Linked DNA regions of Mus musculus: region 1 is linked to region 2. Evidence: chromatin contacts called from public promoter capture Hi-C data. All regions are on one chromosome and are shown on one strand. Each heading gives the region's core, a stretch centred on a gene start, on an enhancer-like site or on the middle of the called end of the contact. The rest is flanking DNA. Distances are from core to core; before and after follow the strand shown. Region 1 holds the start of H2ac18 (H2A clustered histone 18). Region 2 has its middle 21 kb from the start of Gm30044.

Evidence for each region. Promoter capture Hi-C pulls out the DNA fragments that hold promoters and counts their contacts.
Region 1: a promoter capture Hi-C map of embryonic stem cells shows a contact between it and region 2. The contact joins the promoter of H2ac18 here to the enhancer-like site in region 2. A contact is called at or near these places in 10 of 39 promoter capture datasets (the C10 cell line, the HPC-7 cell line, cranial neural crest and 6 more), 21 of 484 Hi-C or Micro-C datasets (the C2C12 cell line, CD8 T cells, the G1E-ER4 cell line and 11 more), 12 of 115 datasets of contacts at active chromatin or transcription factors (the HPC-7 cell line, bone marrow-derived macrophages, embryonic stem cells and 3 more) and 4 of 9 other capture datasets (adipose tissue, embryonic stem cells, liver and 1 more).

The regions. Positions count from the first base shown.
Region 1 is chr3:96,241,923-96,248,074 of GRCm38.p6, forward strand. It overlaps H2ac18 (H2A clustered histone 18), which reads left to right and starts at 3,575. Exons shown (of 1, transcript NM_013549.2): 1 at 3,575-4,130. The coding sequence starts at 3,659. The coding sequence ends at 4,051. It overlaps H3c14 (H3 clustered histone 14), which reads left to right and starts at 4,763. Exons shown (of 1, transcript NM_178216.3): 1 at 4,763-5,426. The coding sequence starts at 4,964. The coding sequence ends at 5,374.
Region 2 is chr3:96,080,301-96,086,878 of GRCm38.p6, forward strand. No RefSeq gene overlaps it. Among named protein-coding and RNA genes, the nearest start is that of Gm30044, 21 kb to the right of the region's middle. Within about 2 kb of position 2,616, at least 17 of the 459 cell types and tissues checked have an H3K27ac peak or open chromatin away from gene starts, as enhancers often do. A contact at or near this core is called in the G1E-ER4 cell line, the HPC-7 cell line, bone marrow-derived macrophages and 1 more, where this site is marked.

The DNA of each region.
Region 1 (6,152 bases), core at 2,325-4,824, 160 kb after region 2:
CCTGGGAACTGAAGGAACCCAGATATTCTGCAAGAGCAGCAAGGGCTGTTAAACCCTGAGCCATCTCCAGCCCTGAACTTTTGTATAGATTGAAGCTACACATATCAAAATAGGTTGATAAGGAAAAACGGAGGCTCCCAAGTACACATTTGGGCCAAATCTGCAAATATTAAAAGTCATCATTTTATCAGGGCCAAAGATTAATATGTCCACAACGAAAATGTCTAAGTCTCTTTTAACCTGAAAGTTTTATTTATAAATTTCAATAATTAGAATTTTTAGCAGTTGCATTCTTAAGATTGTCATAGTAAGGTACCATACTGTTTTCTGAGACACGAGAACAGGCTAAGAGAGCAGGCTGTGAGGCTATGTATGGGTTTGACTTGTTTTGGCTGGTTTTATGTGGCAACCTCACACAAACTAGTCATCGCAGGGAGAGAAGTTTCAGTGGAGGAATGGCCTCTCTGAGACCCAACTGTAAGGTATTTTTCTCAATTAGCAATTGATGGGGTAGGGCCCAACTCATTGTGGGTTGTATGCCATCCCTGGGCTGGTAGTCCTGGGTTCTATAAGAATGCAGACTGAGCAAGACATTAAACAGCACCTCTCCATGCCCTTGGATCAGCTCCTGTCTCCAAGTTCCAGCTCTGCTTGAGTTCCGGTCCTGACTTCCTCCAATGATATGGAAATGTTTCCTCTGCAACTCGCTTTTTGGCCATGCTGCTTTTGTTGAAGCAACAGAACATCTTTTGTGTGGAAACAGTTCAAGCTATAGCAGTAGTTGATGGCTATGGTAGGCTGTGAATAGTCCAATTTTTCAGAACCCATCAATATTTAAGAGAGGAAAAGGACTTGTCTATTCAATTCTGAGAGGTTATCCTGGATTAACTTCGGAATAAGCCCTAAACATAATCATCAAAGTCCTGGTTGGAGATAGTCAAAAAAGTTTAAGAAGTAGCAAGCATTCACACACTGTCCCAAAAATGTGGATTTTCCCACTTCAAATGCCTCAGAGGTATTCCCAGCCCCTAGGGTTTTAACTAATTCCAGATGTGCTCAAGTTGACAACCAAAAACAACCATCACATCTATTTCAAAACTACCTTTGCTAAGTAGGACTCTTTTAAGAGTTTCTGTCTAGAAAACAAAACAAAAAACAGCCTATACCCCCCCCCCCCAAAAAAAGAAAGGAAAAAAAGAAGCCACACACAAAAACTGTCTTTAAAAAACAAAAAGAATAAAACTGTTACAATATAGGAGTCATATTAGGTCAAATATACCATGGTGCAATGCTACATTTACTAAGCTACCATTCAAAGCACATGTTTACACATCTTAAATACACTGACCATATCTAACGAAGGCACACTGACTTCCCACTGACACTTGATACACAGGTGAAAGACAGGATCCACTTAATTCTTGCACTGAAGCCATTTCCTGTTTGCTAAAATAAATCCAGTTTCAAGAGCTGCAGAAATCCTAGTGCAGCTGGAGCTACCACAGTTCACTGTGGAAATGGCCACACATTCTGCCACTGACTGTTCACAACCTTTCCACCATCTCACCCCACAAATGCATTCCCCCCATTCCAAGGTATTGTCATATATATATATGTCATTATCAACTTAGTTCCAAGGTTTATTCCTTCACCTAGTAGGGTAACAAAATCAGTACTGTCAACCAACATAGCTTTCACTTCAGCCTGTCCACAAAGCCTGAAGTTGTAAACCAATGCCAGTGTCCTCATGATATGCAACAAAATGAACAAGTAGCCAAAGGTTTGAGGGTAAAGGATTGGGCTGTAGACACCCTAAGGCAAGGCTCAACCACGTGTCTAAAAGAAAAATCAGAGATTTAGTCAAGAAGCTATATTGAGAAGAATATAGGCCCAGCAAACCCCACCCCCCGAAAATCTGTCTATCTACAGATATTGACATGAATGAGCTTGAAGCCTTAAGTAGAGGAGGAACCTGGGCAGGCAAGATGTTAGCAAAATTAAGGAATCCTAGGAGGCAGATGCATGGTTCTCTGGTCAGTGCTACGGTTTGAACCTGCAAGATTCGGGAAGATATCACTCTGACTCTCACTTGTACTCTAGGGAGTGGCCCTGACCTCGTGGGTAACGGCCCTCATTTGCTATGATGCAAGTGAAAGGTAAAACAGTAACTTCACTCTGCCTTTAGCCAAAGGAGACAGACATCAAGCGAAGACAGAGACACCACACTTACAGTCAGCTTTCAGCTAACCTATTTATGTTTTTCAGAAGAGCCTGCTTCTTTAGGGACAATGTTCCCGAAGCAGCTCAGTGTGGAGCCAAACCACTTCCATACCCTTGGGTAGATACTTGTTTAGGACGTTCCCTGGGAGTTAATTATACAAGAGTCTGGCTCAAGTGTATCTCTTTCTGTTTTTAGAAGCATGTGGTAACTTGGAGCAGAAATACCCAAGGTAGCCTGGGACCCAATCTGCAGGGATGAGAGAAGAGCATTGACACTATGGGAATAGCAATGTGACAGGGCCAAAGGAGAGGCAGAGCTGACTGAAGAGCAGCAAAGGCAGGTGGGAGACACTCAGGGAAACAGGGGGTGGGGGGAGTGAAACTAAGGCAAACAGAAAACAAGCAACAATGTCTGTGTGGCTAAACAATTCTGATTGAATTTCTGGTGTGGTGCTTAAGACCTCGTATATAACTAGGAAAGTACTGTGCCATTGACCTACATCCCAGAATATGCCAAACTACAATGAAATAACATACAAAGTGCCATTAAGACTTCAATCTTTAACAAGCTGTACGTAAATCCCTCTTAAATCTTGTGACCTGAAACAGGAAATTTAGTCACCGTATGTAAACTGAAAACTGCACTAAAAAATAACAAGATCCAAGTTAAGCAATTTCTGACCCAAAAGACAAGTTACTTCACAGACGCCTCCGATGCTGATACTTTAATAAATGGACTGCCTAATGCTTTCCTACATTCTGACAATATATTAACACTAATTTTATGTAACTCCCCTGCAAAGTCGAAAGATACCCCTACACTTAATACTCCTCATTCAAGGGCACATGTAACTTGAGTAGAAATGATTTCTAATGTCAATGGGAGGTAGAAGAGAAAAAAACAAAAAAACAAAAAACCCAGGAAGCAGCAGAGACACCGTGGGTGGTTTCATACAGGAAACAGGGTAAGGCTGCCTGGCTCTGCCGGGACGACTCGCCAGTTTGGGCACAAAGATGGAGCTGAGGAAAGAACTCACAGCCTGTGCCAGTCACCTACACCTGGTACACCATGCCCTGTGGCCAAGTTTACGCGTGCTACCGGCTCTATTCCTGTTAGCTTCCTCAGCAGGAGAAACAGCGAGCAGGCCCAGCCGCCCGGCGACCCGCGGAGTGTCGCAACGACGGCCGCACGCAAATGAAGCCACCGAGCACGCGCGTCGTGATTCGCGCGTTCCAGGGCGGCGCCGGGGCGAGGGAGCCGGTCTTATGTAAATGAGAGGCTTCTGTCCGCGCGCTCCTATTGGCCACGGCGTCAGGACGCGTGTGAGCCAATGAGAGCGTCGGGCGGACAATCGGGTCTGCGTCTATAAAAGAGTGAGGCGTCGGCGCCGGAGTACCGTTTCCTGGTTGTGGCCGTTCGTCTGTTTGCGCTTTCGTGATGTCCGGTCGTGGCAAGCAAGGAGGCAAGGCCCGCGCCAAGGCCAAGTCGCGGTCTTCCCGGGCCGGGCTACAGTTCCCGGTGGGGCGTGTGCACCGGCTGCTGCGCAAGGGCAACTACGCGGAGCGTGTGGGTGCCGGCGCGCCGGTATACATGGCGGCGGTGCTGGAGTACCTAACGGCCGAGATCCTGGAGCTGGCGGGCAACGCGGCCCGCGACAACAAGAAGACGCGCATCATCCCGCGCCACCTGCAGCTGGCCATCCGCAACGACGAGGAGCTCAACAAGCTGCTGGGCAAAGTGACGATCGCGCAGGGCGGCGTCCTGCCCAACATCCAGGCCGTGCTGCTGCCCAAGAAGACGGAGAGCCACCATAAGGCGAAGGGCAAGTGAGGCCACTGCTCGCGTCGGCCCGCGTCTCTGTGATATAACCCCCGCGAGCTCCTAAAAAGGCTCTTTTCAGAGCCACCCACTGAATCAGATAAAGAGTTGTGTCACGGTAGCCGGTCTTGGTGGCCTTTCCTGGCCCTGCCCCAAAAGTAAGAGTGTCGTGTCCTCTGCTTCCTTGCCCATCCTGCCCGTGGTTCCCCCTGGTAGTTTGTTGTCGCTCTTTGGTTCATGCCCTGCCTCGGCGGAGCGGATACGCGGTTCTCGCTGACCGTCCCAAGCATTTAGCCCCTATCTGCCCACACCCTTGTCCTACACAACACTGTCCCTCACTCAGCGTCCACCCGCCTGACCCTTCCCAGGACTAAGACTCAACTAGGACGTCTAGGCCAATCTAGACATAAGTCGCAGTCAGCCGCGCTCTCGTCCGGTCCTTGGGGAATGTCTAGGAGGAGGAGGTGTCCCGCGAGGACTGGACGCGGCCGGCTCTAGGGATCATGGGGGACTGGGGCTGGGACTGTGGCTGTGGCTGGGCGGTGCTGCACAAACACTAGATTAGTTCTGCCCTGGGACTTTGGGCGGCGGGCGGGGGCGCGCGAGCTCCTCTTGGGCAGAGCCGGGACCCGCCCTCTACGGGCAGCTGCCAGACGTGGCTCCACCCTCGCAGAACGTTGGCAAGTGGACCGGGCGCGGGGCTGGACGTGGGGGGCGGGGGGGGGCGGGTCAGGTGGCGTGGCGGGCCCGAGCCAATGGGCGAGGTCGGGGCCGGTGACGCCACGGCCAATGGCGCGGCAGCGCGGGAGTTTCAAGTCGCTGTCTCCGCCCCGCCGCGGGGAAGACTGCGCCTATAAAGGCGGCCGGCTCGGGCCGGTATCAGGTCCCCGAGTGCTCCTCGTTTGGGTGTCTTCCGTCTTCGCCATGGCCCGTACGAAGCAGACTGCCCGCAAGTCCACCGGCGGCAAGGCCCCGCGCAAGCAGCTGGCCACCAAGGCCGCCCGCAAGAGCGCCCCGGCCACGGGCGGCGTGAAGAAGCCGCACCGCTACCGGCCCGGCACCGTGGCGCTGCGGGAGATCCGGCGCTACCAGAAGTCGACCGAGCTGCTGATCCGCAAGCTGCCGTTCCAGCGCCTGGTGCGCGAGATCGCGCAGGACTTCAAGACGGACCTGCGCTTCCAGAGCTCGGCCGTCATGGCGCTGCAGGAGGCGAGCGAGGCCTACCTGGTGGGGCTGTTCGAGGACACCAACCTGTGCGCCATCCACGCCAAACGCGTCACCATCATGCCCAAGGACATCCAGTTGGCCCGCCGCATCCGTGGGGAGCGCGCTTAAGCGCCCTGTCTCCCATCCATTCCCCACAAAGGCTCTTTTCAGAGCCACCACAGCTTCCCGGAAAGAGCTATTCAGCTTTTTGTCTTAAATTGCCTTTGCATTCTTCTAGGTTTCTGCAGTGGCTGGTGCTTACTGTCCACCGAGCCTCTTTTAATAGTTGCCTATAGTCGCTTAAGAATGTGCTAATTTCGGGGGCAATTGCGAGCGCAGTGACTAAAATATCTTATCCAGGTGCTCAACCTCTGCATTCCTCTTCTAACATCAGTCTTAATTCGTTTTTCTTTTATCTTTTTCGTTCCCTTCTAATGTAATTTGACATGATAGAGCTTTTTCTTTTTTTAAAATGAGCACCTGGCTCATTGAAGCCAAGTGTCAGGCCTTGCAAGGCTACTTATATTGCCCTTTACAAATTAGTATACTTTATTGCTAACATGCGTTGCTTTTCTATGTTTTTGGAGTAGATGTTTACAGCCACCTTCCAATGTTTTGATAGTTTACTTGGGAGATCCTCGTGTTCATTACATTACAGGTTTTAAGTTTTAGCATTGAGTATCTTATCTGCCTGCTATCAGGTGAGTTACTCCATTCAAATTTAATTACTATGATGATGGTATGTAAGTCGTGTGTGTGTGTTAGAGGTACCACATAGTAAAAGGCTGACCTACAAACAACGTTCCTTTGGTTCCATTCTAATTGTCCTAATTTCAGATTATCCACTTTACTGATAGATAACTTTCCTTTCCCCCCTCTCATCTATTAGAAGTTCCTTGTCCTTTGC
Region 2 (6,578 bases), core at 1,366-3,865:
AGTGTACTCACATACGTGAAATAAGTAAATAAATCTGTTTTTAAAAAAGAAAAACAAAAAAGATAAATTCATTTGCTATGTATACATGTGTATAGCATAGAAAGCAATTAAACATTTGTATCTATTTAAGTTAAACTAACATTGAAAAGAAGGCATACAGGTATAGTATCAAAGAAAAGAAAACAAGTCAACTTCATTTATGAAGATTAATATTCTGCAATGGATAAAAGAACAACAGGCCCAAACTTATCTTTTGAACTATCACCAGCTCCCTAATATATCACAGCTATCAAGAAAAGTGCCGGGCACATGACAGGTGCACATATTTTTTTGAACTAATTGTTATTAATCAAGCAGGGTTAATCCCAGGTTATAAGTATAGTTGAAATTGGAGAATATGTTCACTGTAATGAGGGGAAAAAAAAAGAAAAAGAAAGAAAGAAAGAAACCAAGAATATATTGTAATGCAATTTTAAAAAGATGAAATTTAACTTCTGTCCCAATAAAAGTTACTGTAGCAGAATAAGGCCCTCTCCTCATCTCACTGAACCACTTATACAAAACTTTTCTTGTCAGGTATGGTAGTACATACTTTGGATCCCGACACGAGGAAGGCAGAGGCAGGTGGCTCTCCAGGAGTTTGAGGCCTGGCTGGTCTATATAGGAAGTTATTTCCAGGATAGCCAGGGATACATAGTGAGATCATCCTGTCTCAAAACACAACAACAACAACAACAACAACAACAACAACAACAACAACATCCCAAACAAACCAACCCAAAAAGCCCCAAACAAATCACAAAACAACAACAACCTCCTCCCACAAAACAATAACAAAAGCTTCCCTTTAAATTGTGTATGTATGTGTGCATGCACCCGCAAGTACCCACAGAGGCCAGAAGATGGTGCTGGATCCCCCTACAGCTAAAGCTACAGGCAGTTGTGACCTGCTTGAGGTGGGTTCTGGGAAAGAAACTCAGATGCTCTGGAATTATAGCATGTACTCCTAACCTCTGAGACACTTCTCCAGCCCTTCTTATTAAAAGCATTGTACTGACTAGTTTTGTGTCAACTTGACACAGCTGGAGTTACCACAGAGAAAGGAGCTTCAGTTGGGGAAATGCCTCCATGAGATCCAACTGTAAGGCATTTTCTCAATTAGTGATCAAGGGGGAGGTCCCCTTGTGGGTGGTGCCATCTCTGGACTGGCAGTCTTGGGTTCTATAAGAGAGCAGGCTGAGCAAGCCAGGAGAGGCAAGCCAGTAAAGAACATCCCTCCATGGCCTCTGCATCAGCTCCTGCTTCCTGACCTGCTTGAGTTCCAGTCCTGACTTCCTTTGGTGATGAACAGCAGCATGGAAGTATAAGCCGAATAAACCCTTTCCTCCCCAACTTGCTTCTTGGTCATGATGTTTGTGCAGGAATAGAGACCCTGAATAAGACAAGCATAAACGCTATATTTGATTTTGAGACATCAGAAGGCCAGGCAACAAGAGTGCCTGCTGTTATCGCTATTGGCCAGCAGTTCTGTGGAGGCTGCTCGAAGGAGACAAAGCAGAGACCATTTCAGTCACAGGAAGAGAAGGGTGTTATTACAACTGTCAGCTATGGATGTCAATGACTGTCCCATTTTTTTATAGTTAGCAATTTTTCTGCATTTTAATCTTTCATATCTCCATGATGATGATGATGATAAAACCAACAGTATGTTGAGGCCAGAATCTTCATGGTAAGGTATCCTGTGTTGAAACAGAGATTCATGGGGGCTTGAGAGCTAGCTCAGCAGTCAAGAGCACTGACTCATCTAGAGGACCTGGTTTGGTTCCTAGCATTCACATGGTGGCAATCAACCACCTCTAATTCCAGGTCCCCTCCCCTGACACCCTGCTCAGGCCTCTCTAGGTACCAAGCAATGTGAGGCACACATGTCCTTGCAGACAAAAACACTCTTCCATGTGCTCAAAAAAAAAAAAAATCTAAAAGCAAAAAAACAAAAACAAAAAAAGATGTAACCTACAGGAGGAGGCTCACAGAGACATGTGCTGATGAGCACTCTCAAGATGGGGTGTCAAACTGTTTTTTTCTCTTTTCTAAAGACTGATAGTTCAATGCTAGAGGACACTAAGTGTTCCAAATGTCCTTACTTTGCTGGGGTATCCATGACCCCCATCCTGTACTCGCCCTCTGCCCCTTAGTCGGATTCAAGTGCTTACTGTCTTCTTACACTTAGCTTATGTTGTTCATCAGAAAGTCTTTAAGTACTAGATGGCTATTAAGAGGGTGATGTATGAAGAAAGCTGCTTAAATTAATCATGCAATGAATTTCAGTGCTGCAAAGTGCGCTGACATCTTAAAAATCCATTATTAATTATAAAATTAAAAACTGCAACATCCAAAGTATGTTATTTTGGATAAACCAAGGCCTGCTAATATATTTATACTTTACCAGCACAACAACGCAAAAAGCAACTAAAAACTCAAGCACTTCTATTTTAGCGCTGGAAGAGAGATTTCTAGATTATTCTGCCAGAGTCTTATCTGCCAACCACCAGAGAGGAATGAGCTTGCTTCAAATGGGTTTGCAGAAATGACTTCCTTTTTAAAAGTAGCTCTGTCAGCTGGGAGCAACAGCAGAAAAAGGACAAACTTGCTGAATGAGGCTGTGCTGGAGTTGGCCAGAGGGCCCGTCACGGCTCTGTCATTGGCATTCCTGCTGCAGCCAGAGAAGCCTAAGCAAGCGGAAAATCTATAGTACTTTCATCTACATCTAGCTGAAAGTGCTTACGGGAGCGATTTTAAGTTCTGAGAGCGATAGGGTGCTGGTTCCGACCTCGGGAGAACACAATGGGTCCTGGGTCCTTTGTTTTTTGCACATTCTCTGGTGAGCGCTGTTGTCCTGGCCTAAGCTATGAATTGGTTACAGTGCCTTTTCGCTGTAGCCACACCCTTGTTAGGGCCATTCTATATGGATGCCTTTACAACAAACTAAAAGTGCTAAGCAAGGCACTGGAGGGAGGGCTCAGCTGTTAAACTTAAAACTTTGCTGCTCTCACAGAGGGCCCAGGTTTGGGTCTCCACCCACATAGCTGCTCACAACCATCTACGTCAGTACCAAGCGATCCAATGCCTTCTCCTGGGCTCCATGAGCACCGGGCACACATGTTATGCACATACATACAGGCAGACAAAATACTCAAAAAACCAAAGCATTAAATAAAAGTGCTAAACAAAAGAGAATTATTAGAGGTACCTAGATATGTGCTTTAATTTTAATTTGGGCTTGAATTTTGACTTTTATGTTTATTGTTATATACCTTCACACAATATTTTCCTCTTCCTCCCTTTTCTCTTTCCCTCCCTCCTTCCCTCCCTCCCTCCCTTCTTTTCTTTCATAGGGTCTCACTATTTTTCTTGGGCCACCCTCAAATTCACAATCACCCTGTTCCCGCCTCCTCAGGTATGGTTACAGTCATGCACTACCCACCATATCTGATGTTACGCGAATTTCTTGAACCCATCCGACCCTCAGTTCTGTTCAGTACAATACTGAATAATGCTGATCTTGTGAGGGTCACCGTGACAAGCAAAAGGTGACACCTAAAAGCAGTTAGACTCATGCTAACTCTGGGTTTTAATGACAGAGGTTAGCAGAGACCAAAAATATTCTGTCTCTTACTCTAATTACATACCACTAACAGTATCTTTGAAGCATAGGGAAACTTCAATAATCGTGGATGTCACTGAAGATCAGGGTTAAGATTCTGGGCTGGAGAAATAACTCCGTGGTTAAGAGCACTGGCTGCTCTTGCAGAAATCCTGGGTTCAGTTTTGGGTACTCACATGTCAACTTAAAACCAACTGTAACTCCAGTTTCAGGGGATTTAATCCCCTTTTCTGGACTCCTTGCTGCACCACACATACAGCATGTGATGTACAGACACACATGCAGGCAAGACACCCATACATAAAAAGACTTCTTCTGGAGCCACCAGCGGCCGCGGGTTCCTGGGTTCCTGAACGGAAAGCTCGGGCTGTGTGGGTAGACAGCAAGAGAAGAATGAGACCAAGACAAAGTTTCTGATTAACGACCAATGTTTACTATGAGCCTGAGCTTATAAAGGGGTGGGAACCCATCCCCCACTTTGCCAGGATCTCATCAGGAAAACAAGTTCAGCCTCTCAGCAGGTAGTGGAGTCTTGGAGGAAGCAGCAGATGTGGCAGGACAATGGACTTTACCCTGATAGGAAGATTCCACCCTAGGTGGGCTAGCGGCTGTGACGAACACAAGGTCTGAATCAGCCTCTCAAGGCTGGGTGGATGGGCACATTCTTCCATGCGTGAGAATGAGTTAGACCACTTAAATGTCTAACAATAGAGGCCGGCTAAGAATAAGGGCTGGGGGTGGTAGAGCTGGAGAGGTGGCTCAGCAGTAATGCAGGTATCAGTCTTTCAAAGGACCAGTGTTCAGTTCCCAGCACCCACACTAAGTGGCTCACAGCTGCCAGTAACTCCAGCCCCAGAGGATCCAACGCCCTCTTCTGGCCTTTGAGGACACTTGCACTCATGTGCACATACTCACATGTAGACACACAGGCATACATACAATTAAAAATAAATCTAAAAAAAAAAAAAAGAAAAGGATTAGGTATGTATCTTAATAGTCGAGTGTGGAGTACTTGCCTAGCATGGTTAAGGCTCTGGGTTTGATTCTCAATAATACAATGATAATAAGGGGGGAAGAAGGAGGGAAAAAGGGAGATAGAGAAAGAAGAGGAGGAAGGAATGGTCATAACACAAAGGAAGTAATATGCAATTGCTACAAATCATGTTTGGGTGTACAGAAGTCTCGCATGCCTTTAGATGGTTATCAAGTAACTGAGTGTGATGGTATAGGGAGTGGTGAGGACTGTGGTCAAGTGGGGTTTAGGAAGTTTGTCTACAAGTATACTGCTGAAGACTAAGCTGTGGAAAGATACTTATGATGTACTTTGAAGTGACAAAAGCAAATAAGGGTATAACTAGGTCCTGGGGGTCTTGGTCAGGCAGAGCTCTTCCTGGTGTGAGTGGGGACCTGGGCTCTGTATCCAGTGCCACAGAAAGAAAAGCAAGCGCAGGTATAAAATGATTCCAGAATTTAAAAAATTATTTTATGTGTATGAGTGTTTTGCCTGCATGTATGTCTGTGTACCATGTATGTGCCTGGTGCCTGTGGAGGCCAGAAGAGGGCACTGGATGCCCTGGAACTAGAGTTACAGGTAGTCATGAGCCAGCATGTGGGTGTCAGGAATCAAACCCGGGGCCTCTGGAAGAGCAGTCAGGGATCTTACCTGCTGTGCCATCTTTCTAGGCCCCCAGAAGGAGTCCTTTTTATACATAGGAAGTAAAGAATATATAGATGAAATACTAACCATCTCTCTAGTCTTGTTTCCAATTTTTTTAAAAGTAAGTATGTTTATAGGTATATCCCTTTTTTGTCCACTGGTTGGTCTGTCTTAACTATTTGGAATAGTTAATAATAATAGTAGAAATAATATATAGAAATAATAATAGAAATAGAATAATAATAGAAAATACAGAGGCCATACCATGGTCAGGAATTGCGTTAAGCACATATACTAACTAATGCAGTCTACACAGAACTAATGACTACCAGCCCTATCCTTGTCTCTCAAGTGGTAGAGCTGAGACAGCAAGAGATTAAATAACCTCCCTAAGGCCAAATAAGTAAACGGTAAAGAGTCAAGACTCAGGTTCAGGCAGTAGGGACTGTCTCTTGACTGCTACACCCTATTAAAATAAAGATATTATGAGTTATGACTTATCTGGGTTTTGCATGTGCTTTTTATTTTCCTTGTGGATTCTGGTGCTTAATTTTTCTATTATAAGCATGCAGCTTAATAATCAGGAAAAGCACACTATTTTGTTTATAAAAACACTCCACATTTATTGTCTGTACGCGCTGCTTTGGGATCCTCTAACTGCTGCTCTGTAAATGAGAATTAGTTTATGTGACTTGCTGGCTGAAAGCTTAGGCCCAGAGGAATGAGAAATAAGAAGGTGAGTTTTACAGAGGTGGAGGGAGGTCAACAGGAGGAACCAGGCCTGCAGGCTCCCAGAATTCACTTAAGCTGGAATCAGCAAGCATAAATCAGTGAGCACAGGGCAGGGCCTGTCACTGAGAAAAGTCTGCTGTAGGCCTGGCCCTGGTCACCTAAAATATGGTGGCACATTCCTCTATCAAGTCACTTGACATGTTCTTTAATTTATTCAACAACTATCCTTTAGATTCTTCCTGTTAAGCCCAAGTGAAAAATACAATAATTTAGTAAGGGAGACAAGAAAGAAATACAATAATTACCAATACAAGGCTTTGAAAAGTTGAAGTAGGGCAGGGGGTGGTTGTGAGCTTTGCACTTTGCAAACTACGGCGCTTAGACGGCCGAGGAACCACGCAAAGGGCTGAGGCCTGAGAACTTTGAGTGGGGCTTGGAGACAGGAAAACGGAAGGGCCAGAGCCGAGTGACGTGGACTCTGGACGCTGGAGGCTAGGGTTGGAAACAGGCAGCTACAATGAAGCT